Linked DNA regions of Hordeum vulgare: region 1 is linked to region 2. The links are chromatin contacts, called in public Hi-C maps. All regions are on one chromosome and are shown on one strand. The core of a region is the stretch at or near the end of the contact, and the rest is flanking DNA. Distances in the headings are between cores, read along the strand shown. Region 1 holds the start of LOC123443867 (proline-rich protein 36-like). Region 2 holds the start of LOC123443866.

Region 1 (6,851 bases), core at 277-2,776, 350 kb after region 2:
CAGGCTTGATGAGCCTACCCCGGGGTTATCCCCCCGACAGCGAGCGACGAAAACGGAAAGAACCGACAACTACTAACGGATGAAAGTTGGAAAACTGGCGGCAACAGAGTGCCGATGCAATGCGGATGATGCGAATGGTGCGATGATGAATGGGACAACCAAACGAATTACACGACGAGAACGAAATATAAAGGGGAATCTTCTGGAGCGTTGGTCTCGGGCTATTACATTCACCCCCTCCCCTCTAGACATACTCTTCTCGATCCCATAGGCGCGACCTCATTGGTCTGATCCTTGGCGCCACCAGGGGTGTCATTGTTTCAAGAGTGTTATTGTTAGCATTATTGTGGCTGACATTGCCTCTATTTGTTCATTTACGACGCTTCCCACTTCGTTGGCGTTGGGGGGGGGGTCCTTCTTTTCTTGTCACTCGTCTTCTTTGGGGGTATCCACCATGTAGACGCCGTATGTGGAGGTTACCGCCCAATTACTAGTGTTGGATGGTGCAACACCAGGTTGGACACGTGTGTCTTCATCCATGTCGGTTGCCTCTTCTAAGGCGTAGTCCAGTACGTCGGTTAAGTCTTCTGCTGTAGCGACTAGGTGCGTGGCAGCTGGGTCGTATATTTCCCTATCTTCGGCTTTACATCCGATCCGATCATAGATTGAAGTTTGATCGTCCGAGATTCAAAAGCTCTAGATTCGGTCGAGCATCTCGTTTAAGAGCGTGAGATCCGTCGCGTCCATTGCTTGGTTATAGGCCAATCTGACTTGGAGCATGTTTGCCGAGGTTGAAACCTTGGTTTCACAACACGGATCAACCGAAATGGGGGTCTCGCCCGTCAAGGAGGTATCCAAACCCGAGCTCAAAGCCAGTTCTGAAGTAAGATGAGACTCGAAGTCCAAATTCAATATGATAGTCATCGGATCCATACTTGATGTTGGATCTAATGAGTGACCCGACAAGAGGTCTAGATCAAAGGTTGGTTCCAGGGTCAAGGCTATTTGTGTTGTAGAGTAGTCGGTTGCGGCGATAGCTAGGGCACGAGGAGTGGGTGGAGAACGGAAAAGGGTGGAACACAAGAGAAAGAGACGATGGTGTCGGTCGAAGCTAGGCTGACGAAGGCCGCATACCCTAAAGGATGTGATACACTCAAAGGTGGTCAGATTGGTCAGTCCACGTATGTCGACCCCATCGCCCGCGTGTCGGACCCCTGATGGGCCTGGCACAACACAATCGATTTATTTTATACAACTCATTAATAATCTGAATTAAAGGCCGAAAACAACCTCATAAAGCAAATTCTACTCGGATCGACATGCTTAACGTGCCATCATGGCGACACATATAATATAGGGCCGTGCCTAGGCCAGGAAGCTATGAGCGCGTGCCGGCCCGGCACAACCCGTATAGTTGTATAGCCCAGGCCATACCGGGCTGGCCCACCTTGCTAGGTTTGGATACGGTCTTGGGGGTCATGCCAGCACAGCGAGCAGCGAAGGCCCAACCTAGCGAAGTACCCACCGAAAGAAAAAAGCCCCATAAGCACTCAAACACATTCTTGTGGCTCCCAGGCTGAGCGTTTCTCCTTCCCAGCGCCCGCCGCCGTTCACGGCGCCGAGGTCTATGCGTAGTTCACCGGAGATAGAGCCACCACCAGAGGACAAGCCGATGAGTTCACCACCACCATTTCCTTCCGCACCACCTCTCCAAGAAACCCCCCAACCTACCACCGCAGATCCGCTGGAGCCAGCCCAATCTGATCACGCCGAGTCGACTCCACCGCCGCATCCAGGTGTCACCGCGACGCCTCCGGAAGCTTACGAATCTCTGGTGTCGGCGCCGGCACATATTGACGGGAAGAAGCTAGAGGCGGGCAGGCCGCCTTCGCTCCCGGCCTCACCTGCTCTCGAAGCCACCAAACTGGAGCAGCACGCTTCGCCTTTGCTGCTGCCAGCGGTCGAGGCTTGCCCCGAGGCAGCGACCACGGAGGCATCGCCTTCTCCCTCGCACAAAATCGTGGCGGCCTCGGTGGCGGAAACTACATCGCTGTCAACCCCATCTAGTCCTCCAGCTTCCACCGCAGGCGCCCTGTCGGACGAGTCACTCGCTGATTCGGCCGCAATGGTGTCCGAGGAAGCCGCCCGGCTACCCGCTGCGCTCGAATCGATGGATGCCAACCGGCTCACCGCTCCTGCACCGCCGACGCCACCATTGAAGAGTGGACCAGAGGGGTTGTTGCCACAACAGTATCGGCGACCACCTTGCTCCACGGTGCTTCCAGGGTGTGAAAATTTCGAGCACTCACAGCCGCCTTCTCCTCGCCCTCCCCAGGTTGAAGCTGCACATGGCTTGCCAGACGCTGCCCAGACCGATGCAATTGCACTGACCTCGGAAGAGCCTGGCGCGCCGTCAGCATGTAAGAGTGACGCTGAGGGGTCATTTGAAGTAGCAATGCATATACCACTTTCTTCCCCAACGGAGGCTGAATCCTGTTCGCCGGAGATGGCGCCTCCGGGGTTTGAGAAATTTAAATTTTCATGGCCGACACTATTCCCCCCCAACCTGTCAGTGCAAACTGCACACTCACTGCTAAATCCGTCTGCGCCTGAGGGGGTGGCTAATCCACTGCCTGTATTGGACACTATGGACACAAAGGCAGACGCTACACGTAACCTGCCACTGCCATCATTGGAGAATGCGGCAGAGGAGCCATTGCGGCAGCCACTGCTGAGTTCACCTTCTCCCATCACACAAGCTGAGCCCTGCTCACCAGATACGCCACCTCCTGGGTTTGAGAATTTTAAGTTGTCATGCCTGCTGCCACCCAATGAAAACACATATGCCTCGTCCGATGTGATTGCCACCAAGGCAGTGGTAGTGACACCTGAGGAAGCAGTGTTACCAGTGCCAGCATTGGAGGCAATAGATGTCGAGACAGACAGTGTGTGCAACTTGCTGCCACCATTGGAGAACAAGTTGGAGGGGTTATTGAAACAGCCATTGTTGAGATCAACTACTCCAGTTGCAGAGTCTGCTCCTTGTTCACCGGAGATTGCACCACCCGGGTTTGAGAGTTTTAGATTGTCATGGCAACCATTGTCCATGCCTCCGTCTGGGACTGCATATATCATGTCAGATGCTGCTGTGATGCCATTGGCCGTGACATTGGAGGAAGCAGCTGGATCACCACATGCATTGGAGGCAATGGATGTGGACATGCATACCATACATCCACTAATGGCACCTTTAGAGAGTGGAGTGGAAGGATCACTGCAAGAGCCGAAACCAAGACCACCTTCTCCTATTTTGCAAGATGTGCCCAATTCGCCAGATATGGCACCTCCAGGGTTTGAGAATTTCAAGTCATCACAGCTACTGCTACCATCTCCAGTCTTCTCACAGACTGCATACATCTTACACGATTCAGCCACCACTATAGCTGAATATGTGTCAGAGGAAGCAACTCAGCTATCGCCTACATTAGAAGCAATTGATGTGAAAACGGAGACATCACCGAAGACTGGAGCGGAGGGGTCATTACCACAACAACTGCACCGGCGGCCATCTCCTAAGGAGAATAGTACTGCTTGTTCACCAGAGATAGTGCCTTCAGGGCATGAGAACCTGCAGCCTTTGCCATATCCTGCTTTTCTTCCTCAAGCTCAGACCCCAGATGTGGTTGCCACTGGGGCAGTCATAGGGGCATTGGACCAAGTGCATCATCCAGCACCTGTACTGGGGACAATTGAAGAGGGCACAACACCCATTCTGTCATCACCGTCGAAGAGCGGGTTATTGCCACAGCTAGAGCCACAGATGAATTCTGTTACGACACATGCTGTGGACACCCCGGTGCATGTACCTGCCACAGATTGTGTTACTGTTAACTCAGAGGGAACAGTTCTGCTACCGCCAGCATCGCAGGCGATGGATGCAAACATGGACAGTGCAACTACAGTACTCCCGCGATTGGAGAATGGAGCAGAGGGGTCATTGCCCCAGCTAAGGCAGCAGTCATCTTCTCCAAATGTTCAGGCCGCTCCTTGTTCATTGGACGCGGTGGAACTTCTGCCACCACCACCACCCCCTTTCGTAAACAAAGGTTACTAATGTTCCATTTTATTATTCTTTGGCTGCATTTCATGTATATTACAAAATAACCGTATGTCTTAGCTAGTAATTAATGGTCATCTATGGAGTTCTTAGCAGTTATAATGATTGGATATGAGTGTTGCACAATTAAGGTATCAGTAGCATGAAGACATGAACATGATGAAAAGCTCCAAATTTATTATCGTATTTACTCGAAATGGTTACATGGTTGTGGATGTTTACATCCATGTCAACGAAATGGTGGGGTTTGGTTGCCTAGCCTCCTTAGGTACCTGATCTGATAACAATGTTCAAATTCAACAAGGAAAACCCAATCATAATATATTGTATATTTAAGAACAACAATAGACAGAAGAAATTGTGTTGCACACATGCACAATCCAGATTTATGTGCATTCATCTTACACGTAATATCCTGTGGGGACCCCGACTTACTAGTCGAGAATCGCCGTGCTCAGTGATCCCAGAGATCAATGCTCACCGAACATAGATACTGAATAAAGAGTCTTACATCCAAGTACCGATGATTACAACGCATGACCGAAGGGTCAAGTTCACAAGACAGGGCCTAAGGCCAAATCACACGAGTACACTAATAGCGGAAAACAAAGGGGCTAAGCGGGTGCCCATGCCATCAAGCCTACACCGACAGGCATTCTGATTCTGAAGCGTCCTAGTTCGCAGGGGTGTCTCCGAAGACGTACTCATCTCCAAACTCCGGTCCTTCCATGTCTGGTCAATAACATAACCAGTGGCAAGCCAATGAGTACTTTGAATGTACTCGCAAACAACCCATGATATAATCAACGAAAGTGAAGGATAACAATATCATGCATTTCTAGTGTGACTCATCTGGGTGGAATGATCATGAATATGCATCAAGTTAAAGAATTACTTTTGAAGAACAGGTTACAGATATCAATATATCTGCCGAGGGCTGAACCATCCGGGTTCACCCTATATGCCAAGTCACCAAACTTGGTCATATTATTGCTATCATAGCAACACTTTTCTTATCACCACACACACGCACTCATGCACACTTGGTTTATGCGGAAATATCAGGACGTAGTTTAAGCAGGATTACCCAACTGTCCTTGACCGTGGACACGGCTATTCGAATAGTTTACACTCTGCAGAGGTAGTACGTTGGACCCACGAGATCCGGGAAACTTCCGTGTCATCCACAACTCGCGGTATATCACATACCCGATGTAAGTACCCGATCAATGTCTTTCCCCTGACGATACTAGACAAAGAGGTCCACTTGATTGGTACCCAGCCCACATGTTGTACGTCTTACGAGCACCAACTCTGGACAGTACCAACCATGCGGGGACCAACGGTGTGACTGGAACTCATAAAAATGGCATAGTCCTACCCGGTACGACGCCATCACGAGAGTGACCACATATCACTCCCGCCACTAGTAATGTGGCTCTTTGCTAGCACCGACCAGAGTAATTAACATAGCCCCGTCCCATAAGGGGTAACGTGGTCGTATTGGTAAGGTTGGGACGGTCGACACATCATAAATCTAATCCCATTTCCGAAACCTTACTCACACAAATACCGGGTGCATCACTTCACCAAAAGTGACCACCTAACTCATCATCACCCTCGGGCATTAGTGGCACCCGACGGGGTTTTCATAAACTCTTGCTTTATGACAACATCATGCTCATGATAGTGCTACTGCTATCTTTACTTGTCAACATGGTATTAGCATGACCCTCAAGGGGTAGAGTCAAGCTCAATGCATGTGCTCCGGGGGAGCCTTCGGTAAAATCATATCAAATGACTACCGGCACTTATGATCATATGTAACGGGTATACTTGCTATTATAACATGCAAAGTAACATATGCTCAGTCATGGTCAAAGGGCTGCTTGCCTTGGTCAGCTAAGTATCCGGGGTCTTCGAGGTCTTCCGCTTCGATTCCCTCGTCACACGGATTTTCTATCGTCGATAAAACAATAAATAAGGAATGGCTCACACAGAAAACAGTCCATAAAGTCATTTTAAAAATGTTCCCTATTACTGATAAATCTAAGATATCATTTTAAAAATATTTGCCTTAATTTTCCTTGAAGGAATATTTTTGAAAACAACCAAGCAGAAGCAAAACTATTCCATTTTAGCCCTTTTTACTATTATAAAATAGAATAGTTGCTGGAAGAATTCATCTAAGCATATCATTGAATCCTACACATTTTTAGAAAAATAACAGTGGAAGAATTATATTTTTACTCTGGTTAAATGTTTTTATAAAAATCTTAGAAATCCAGGTTTAGAAAAACAGGCCAGAGCTGGGCTGGCCCATGGCCAGCCGACGGCCTGCCCAGGCGCGCACACCGTTAGGTTTGAACCTGACGCGCGGGGCCCTACGGTCAATGGCCGAGGCCAGCGCGGGGAGGAGGCTGGGCCACCGACAGGTGGGGTACACCTGTCGGGGTCGTCTTCTACCTCCGGCCAGAGAGGAGGAGGAGGACGCCGACGAGGTTGCCGACGCGCTCATGCTCCAATGAACACGGGAATGGGTTTGCCTGACTGTCGCCTACCTGCTGGTGGTCGAAACAACGACGGGGAGGCAGGGGTTCGTCGACGACGAGGAGGCCATGGCGGAGGAGTTTCGGGAAGTGGTCGAGGGGGTGGCTAGAGACACGGAAAAGCTCGGGCGAGTTGGGGGAAAGCTTCCTGGGATCAAGGGGGTCAGTTTGGTGGGTCGAGGGGC
Region 2 (6,669 bases), core at 171-2,670:
GCTCCATCCTATGCCAGTCTTGCTGTCGATTGGGGTCCACCTCTGTTGGTCGTATAGCAGGATGATCCTCCCTGGCGTGCATCCTCAGCTGGTTGTACGCACCCTTGAACTCACATGACTCCATGGTGCATGCTCGAACCTTAGAATTCATGAACTTCCGTGCATCATAATCCTTGGTCCAATGGCTGACCGGCCCACGACATAATGGACATGCCAGTTTAACTGGCTGCTGGCACTCCGCGCATTCTGCTGCCCCTGAATCCTTAGATGACTCCTTGGAGGCTTTGCGGAACTGATCGAGGCAATTGGAGTGTCTGTAGCTTGTGTCGCAAATGAATGGGCGGCAGCCTTTCTCATGTGACGAGCAGACAAGCATAACAGCATTGTGAGGGTGGTCCATGCACACAGGGCAGCGAACCTCCTCCCATTCTGCAGCCTGCTTTGCTGCTGCAGCGGCGGCAACGGCAGCAGCCTCCTCTGACCTGCGAGAGCCACTCCGCAGCTTGTATGGAGAAACACGAGATCGGCAGCGCTCGTGCGAGACTGAACGGGAGCTCCTGTCCTTTGGCATAGCTACCTCAAGTCAGTCAGATGCAAGTTGTTGTTGGTTTGTTTGAAAATTCTCTGCAATCCAAAGGAAAGGGCTACACAGACAACAAGACAGACGCTAGGTTGATTTCTTATATCCAACTTCAAATTTCTGAAACAGAATAACATCCAAGAAGCAAGAGTTTAATCAGGTCGCAAGCAGCACATTCTAGCAGGCCACACATATGTACAACAAGGGATTACGCTGTTATTAACAAGAAGGCGATTAATCTTCACAGAGAAACAATTCACAAGTCTGGCCCCTGATCCGAAACAAAATAAACTTAACCCATCTGGAAATGAACACCTCCCAATAAGAAACCAAACAAACTTTACTAGACATCGCCTAAAAATCAGGAGATTTTTTAGCGATCGGCACAGGCCTAGCAGAAGTCTTGTTCATCGCGTATTTGGAGGACTGCATCTAGGAAGAATATCAACAATCCGGCCCAAAAAAGCAGACAAACCAAAATACAGCGGCAGACCACTACCCTCGATCGATCCGCTCGAGAAGCGAACGCGTCGAACAAATTCTTCCACGGAACGCGCGCAGAGACCTGGTCCGCAAGATCCGCCGCGAGAGGCGGCCGAATCGGGCGGGGTCAACGGCGGAGCGGGCCAGATCGGCGCCGGCGAAACCGAGCAGCGACGGTGAGGTGGAAGCGGGAGGGAGGAAGCTTTACCGTGCCGGGCAGTCAGGGGTAACAGCGAACCGCGTCCGTGGCCGCCGGAGACCCTCGGCGGCGGCGCCGAGACCTAGGAGGGTAGCGGCGAGGAGACGCTAAGGTAGGGGAGGAGGGGAAGGGAAAGGAGAAAGAAACGAGAGTGTGATGGGCAAGTCGGCTTTGCTACGTCTTTATAGGTGGGTCGTCTGACGTGGACAGTGACGTGGTTGGCCGAGGCTCGCTCGCACCCTCGCGATGGCTCCACCACGTCGGCCAGCGCGGCCGCCTTCCGTGATCCGACCTCACTGTTCGCCGACCGACCCCGCGTCTGCCAAGTGGTCCCTACCTGCCGGTGTTGCGCTAGCGTCGGTAGATCGAGGGCCCCTCCACCATAGACTCGGTGGGTTGTCAGCGAGAATGATGCGTAGGGCCCACCACTGCAGCCGCGGTTCATGTGTGAAGAGAAAAGAATGGTTAAAGTGAATGGGGTGATTTCATTGGTAGTGACTGCATGTATTTATATGTCCTGAACAGTCGTGACTACATGTCGGTTACAATAGCTGCGTCGTTTGGAAAAGGCACGACGACAATTGAGAGACACACGTATGGACAAAGCCAATATCCTAACTGCTAAATAGAATATTCCAAGGAATATGCTAATTGCCTAATTAGCCTAAATCTAAAGATATTTTATTCCTAACACTCCTCCTTGGACAACGCTGTTATTAATCTTCATTGTCTTGAGTGCTGAAAAATCTTGCATTTTCTTGATTGTCTTGATCTTGTAACTTCGAGAATCCTTGATCTTATATTGTCTATGTTTTTCAAAAAAAATCCTGTGAAAATATAAAGAAAACAAATAGAATTTGATATATACTTTTAGAATAATTAGTTATCTCATTCAAAATTACATGAGAAACCCGTTGGAGAGCTTATAAGTTTATTTCTAGGAAATTTCTTCCCCTGAATTTTGCAAACTTCGTAGTCGTCTCATACCAATGCCATGAATGCATTTTTCAAATGATGTTGTTCGTAAAGACTTAGTGAACAAATCTGCAAGATTGTCACAAGATTTTATTTGCAAAATATTAATTTTTCCATCTTTCTGTAACTGGTGAGGGAAAAATAGTTTTGGCGAGATGTGTTTTGTGATATTACTTTTAATATATCCCATATGCATTTGAGAAACACATGCAGCATTATCTTCATAGATAATAGTAGGTGATTCTAATGAACCGATACCACATGATGTCTGAATATGATTTATCATTTTGCGGAGCCATACACATTCTCGTGAAGCTTCAAATGATCCAATTATTTCAGAATGATTAGTGGAAGTTGCTACCAATGTATGTTTTGTTGACTTCCATGAAATAGCAGTTCCACCATATAAAAATACAAACCCTGTTTGTGACCTGGCATTATGGGGTCGGAAAGATATCCAGCGTCAGTATAACCAATCAGGGTCATGTCTTGATTTTTCTGATAGAATAAACCAAGATCTTTAGTACCTTGTAAATATCTGAAGATATTCTTTACTCCCGTCCAATGACGTTTTGTTGGATTTGCACTATGTCGAGCCAGTAAATTTACTACAAAGGCAATGTCTGGTCTAGTACAATTTGCAAGGTACATTAGTGCCCCTATGGCACTGAGGTATGGAAACTCGGGTCCCAATACCTCCTCGTTATCATCCCTAGGTCTAAAAGGATCCTTATTCATATCAAGGGACCGGACGACCATAGGTGTTTTAGACGGATATGATTTATCCATGTTAATTTTTTCCAAAATTTTCTGAATATAAGCGGGTTGATAAACAAGTATTCCTGAGGGGAAATGCTCAAGTTGTAAACCTAAGCAGAATTTGGTTTTCTCCAAATCTTTCATCTCAAACTCCGTCATTAAATGATTGCGTGCTACAGATATATCTGTTGCGTTGCCAATGATGTTGAGATCATCAACATATACTGAGATGATGCAAAATCCATTTGAGGATTTCTTTATAAATACGCATGGGCAATCATTGTTATTCGAGTATCCTTTACTGAGAAGGAACTCACTAAGTCGGTTATACCACATTTTTCCCGACTGCTTCAAGCCATAGAGTGACTTTTGTAGTTTTACACAATACATGTTGCGATTTATATTAGGATTCGGAATTTTAAGTCCATCAGGGACTTTCATATAAATTTCTGTATCAAGTGACCCATATAGATAAGCGGTCACTACATCCATTAACTACATTGATAGATTCATTTGTATTGCCAAAGATATTAAGTATCAAATGTAATTCCACTCATTACAGGAGAATATGTATCGTCGTAGTCGATACCGGGTCTCTGCGTAAACCCTTGAGCAACTAGTCTCGCTTTATATCTCACCACCTCATTGTTTTCGTTCCTTTTTCGAACAAAAACCCATTTAGCTCCCATGGGGAAGACTTTATGAGGAGTAGGCTTTATTTTAGAAAATACCTCTCTTTTGTTAAGCGAGTGTAATTCTGCCTCAATTGCTTCCTTCCATTTAGGCCGATCCGAGCGCTTGAGGCACTCTTTAGATTTTGGCTCTGGATCCAGTTGAAGGGTTTCAGCAATTTTTGAGGAGAAATCTGTGTTGACAACTGTAGTGCTTCTACTGTATGTTTCTCCTGAATCAATATTGATGGGGTCATAGTCCTAGGGTAGGGTCATAGGCCTGCCCTCCATGTCCTACCCAAGGACTACCCCACACAAGGGACAGGACCTTAAGTATGCCCCGACTGAATTAAGGTGCCCCCATCATCCAGTCGGTAACAGGCTCAGAATCATCCAGTCGGAGACTAACATTCGGAGAGCACCGGGCCTACCGACTGGATACACTCGGTACGTCGTAACTTCTCTGGAGGGAAACTGCCGTACGTTTCCGGGTGCGTTTATTAGCATTTAGAGCATACGTTACAGGTTCAATCGCCACTACTCCACCCCTGAGTCAGAACCGTTGTGGAGGGCAGCGCACTCTATATAAGCCGCCCTCCCCCACTGGTCAAGGGGTTAGCAAATCTTTGTACTCCATATCACACTCGGTAACAAGCTCCGAGAGCACTGAGACGTAGGGCTGTTACCTCCACCGCAGAGGGGCCTGAACTCATACAACCTCGCCGTAGCTAGGACTCTGCCCGTCTCATTCGTACCCTACACATCTACTGTCAGGCTTATACCCACGACAAATATAATTTATGGATATTTCATTAATTTCTTCAGGCACCGTGTGATTTCCCATAACTACGGAGTCTGATTGTTTCGATATCCCAACATTATAATTTGCGTGCACATTTATGTTGGGTTCTAGATGTTGAACATCTATTTGGTGTCCATCAACTTGAAATTGATTTGCATTCACTATCATAGATTTTGATTTTCTATGTTTCCGCGGAGGCTTTAGAGAAGCCTTTTCACCTGTGACCAGATTTCTCCCCCTTTTATTTGTAATTGGGAGTTGAGTAGTTTTATTTGGTACCGCTACTCCTTCTGGTGCATTAACTGCGGGGATATAAGATTTAGTGACACCTTTGTGATCAGTAAATGCGTCTGGCGGGTTATTTGCCAAGTGTTGCAAATCTATAATTTTCTGAACTCTAGATTCAGATTCTTTTGTACGTGGATCTAAGGACTGAATGCCTCTAACATTCCAATCTATTTCCTGACATTCTTTGTGGTTTGTTTCTCCCCCTAATGCCGGGAAATGGTCCTCATCAAAAATTGAGTGAGCGTAGAACAGGTCCCCTGTTAGGGGTTCTAAATATTTTATAATTGACGAAGAATTATATCCCACATAGATTCCTAGTTTTCTATGAGGGCCCATAGATGCACGCTGCGGTGGTGATATCGGTACGTATACATCGCAACCGAATTTTCACAGGTGGGAAATACTTGGCTGATTGCCACGTACTATTTGAAACGGGGAAGTTTCATGATATGCAGTTGGTCTGACTTGCATCAGATCTGCAGCGTGTAAAACCGCATGTCCCCAACAAGAGGTTGGTAAATTGCAATTCTGTAATAGTGGTCTAGCAATTAATTTTACTCTTTTGATTAAAGATTCAGCCATTCCATTTTGAGTATGAACATAGGCTACTGAATGTTCTAGATGGATCCCTAAAGCCATACAATAATCATTAAATGCGCGTGAACTAAATTCAGCAGCATTATCCATTCTTATTGTTTTTATCCCGTGTTCAGGTTGATTCGCTCTCAATTTGATAATTTGAGCAATTAATTTGGCAAAGGCATGGTTACGTGTGGATAATAGACACGCATGTGACCATCTAGTAGATGCATCGATTAGCACCATGAAGTACCTAAATGGTCCGGATAGAGGTTGTATTGGACCACATATATCTCCATGAATTCTTTCAAGAAAATTAAGTGACTCATTTTTAACTTTAAGATAAGATGGCTTAATAATCCATTTCCCGGTAGCACATGCGGTGCATACAAAATCTGATGATTTGGGAAATCTTATAATTGGTAAATTATGACCAACAGAATTACTTATAATTTTTCTCATCATACCTATTCCGGGATGACCAAGGCGATCATGCCAAGTCTTGAATTTATCAAGATTTTGAAAATTTATTTTGTACGCAACATAAGGTACGGGTTTTATGTATGTAAAGTATAATCTGGATGAAAATGAAGGGATTTTTTCAAGAGTTTGTTCCGCATATCCGTTGCTTTTTGTTAAAAGAAAAAATTCTTTGTTATCCACCTCTATTGTTTTTAGATGGAAATTGTTAGATCGGATATCTTTGAAACTTATAAGGGTACGTGTAGATTCAGGATGCAAGAGTGCATTCTGAATTAGTATAGTAGTACCCATACGGAGTGTGAATGTGGCTCTTCCTGAACTAATAATTGCTTTGTTACTTATTGTTATGGTCATAACATTTTCCTTTCTCTTAGTAAGAGTTTGGAAATATTTTGCTTCCCTTAGAATCGTGTTAGTGGTAGCACTATCCACTAAACATAACTCTTCTTCCATCGGATTGTTCCCGTTAAAATTCTATAGATAGAAAGAGAATATTTTAGAATAAATTTACTTCTTATTCATATATTCATCAAATTACATACATAATATATATATTATAATCTTAAATTTATTACAACATTATGTTTGATTCACATAATATAATATACACAGTCTTAAAGACTTTATTCTACTTATTGTTATACAATATATAACATCATGTAGTATTAAATAGCTAAATGACATCAACTTGTTTATGAAGATTAACTGAGGTCTCCAAAAACATCTCGGGTGTAATCCACAAGCATGTCTTCATCGAGGATGATATCGTCCTTTGGCTTGTATACTTGAATAGCGCTTTGAGAAGGACCAGCTCGAGGGTTATCTTGAATAGCGTTGAAGTGAGCTTCAG

What was found. A called contact is a pair of places that touch in the nucleus more often than the background predicts.
Region 1: a contact with region 2 is called in a Hi-C map of seedling, with 3 times the contacts expected there. The contact joins the promoter of LOC123443867 here to the promoter of LOC123443866 in region 2. A contact is called at or near these places in 2 of 6 Hi-C or Micro-C datasets (leaf and seedling) and 1 of 1 datasets of contacts at active chromatin or transcription factors (embryo).

The regions. Positions count from the first base shown.
Region 1 is chr3H:360,971,292-360,978,142 of MorexV3_pseudomolecules_assembly, forward strand. LOC123443867 (proline-rich protein 36-like) reads left to right here and starts at 1,527. Exons shown (of 4, transcript XM_045120404.1): 1 at 1,527-4,106. The coding sequence starts at 1,628.
Region 2 is chr3H:360,623,488-360,630,156 of MorexV3_pseudomolecules_assembly, forward strand. LOC123443866 reads right to left here and starts at 1,421. Exons shown (of 2, transcript XM_045120403.1): 1 at 1,272-1,421; 2 at 1-700. The coding sequence starts at 571.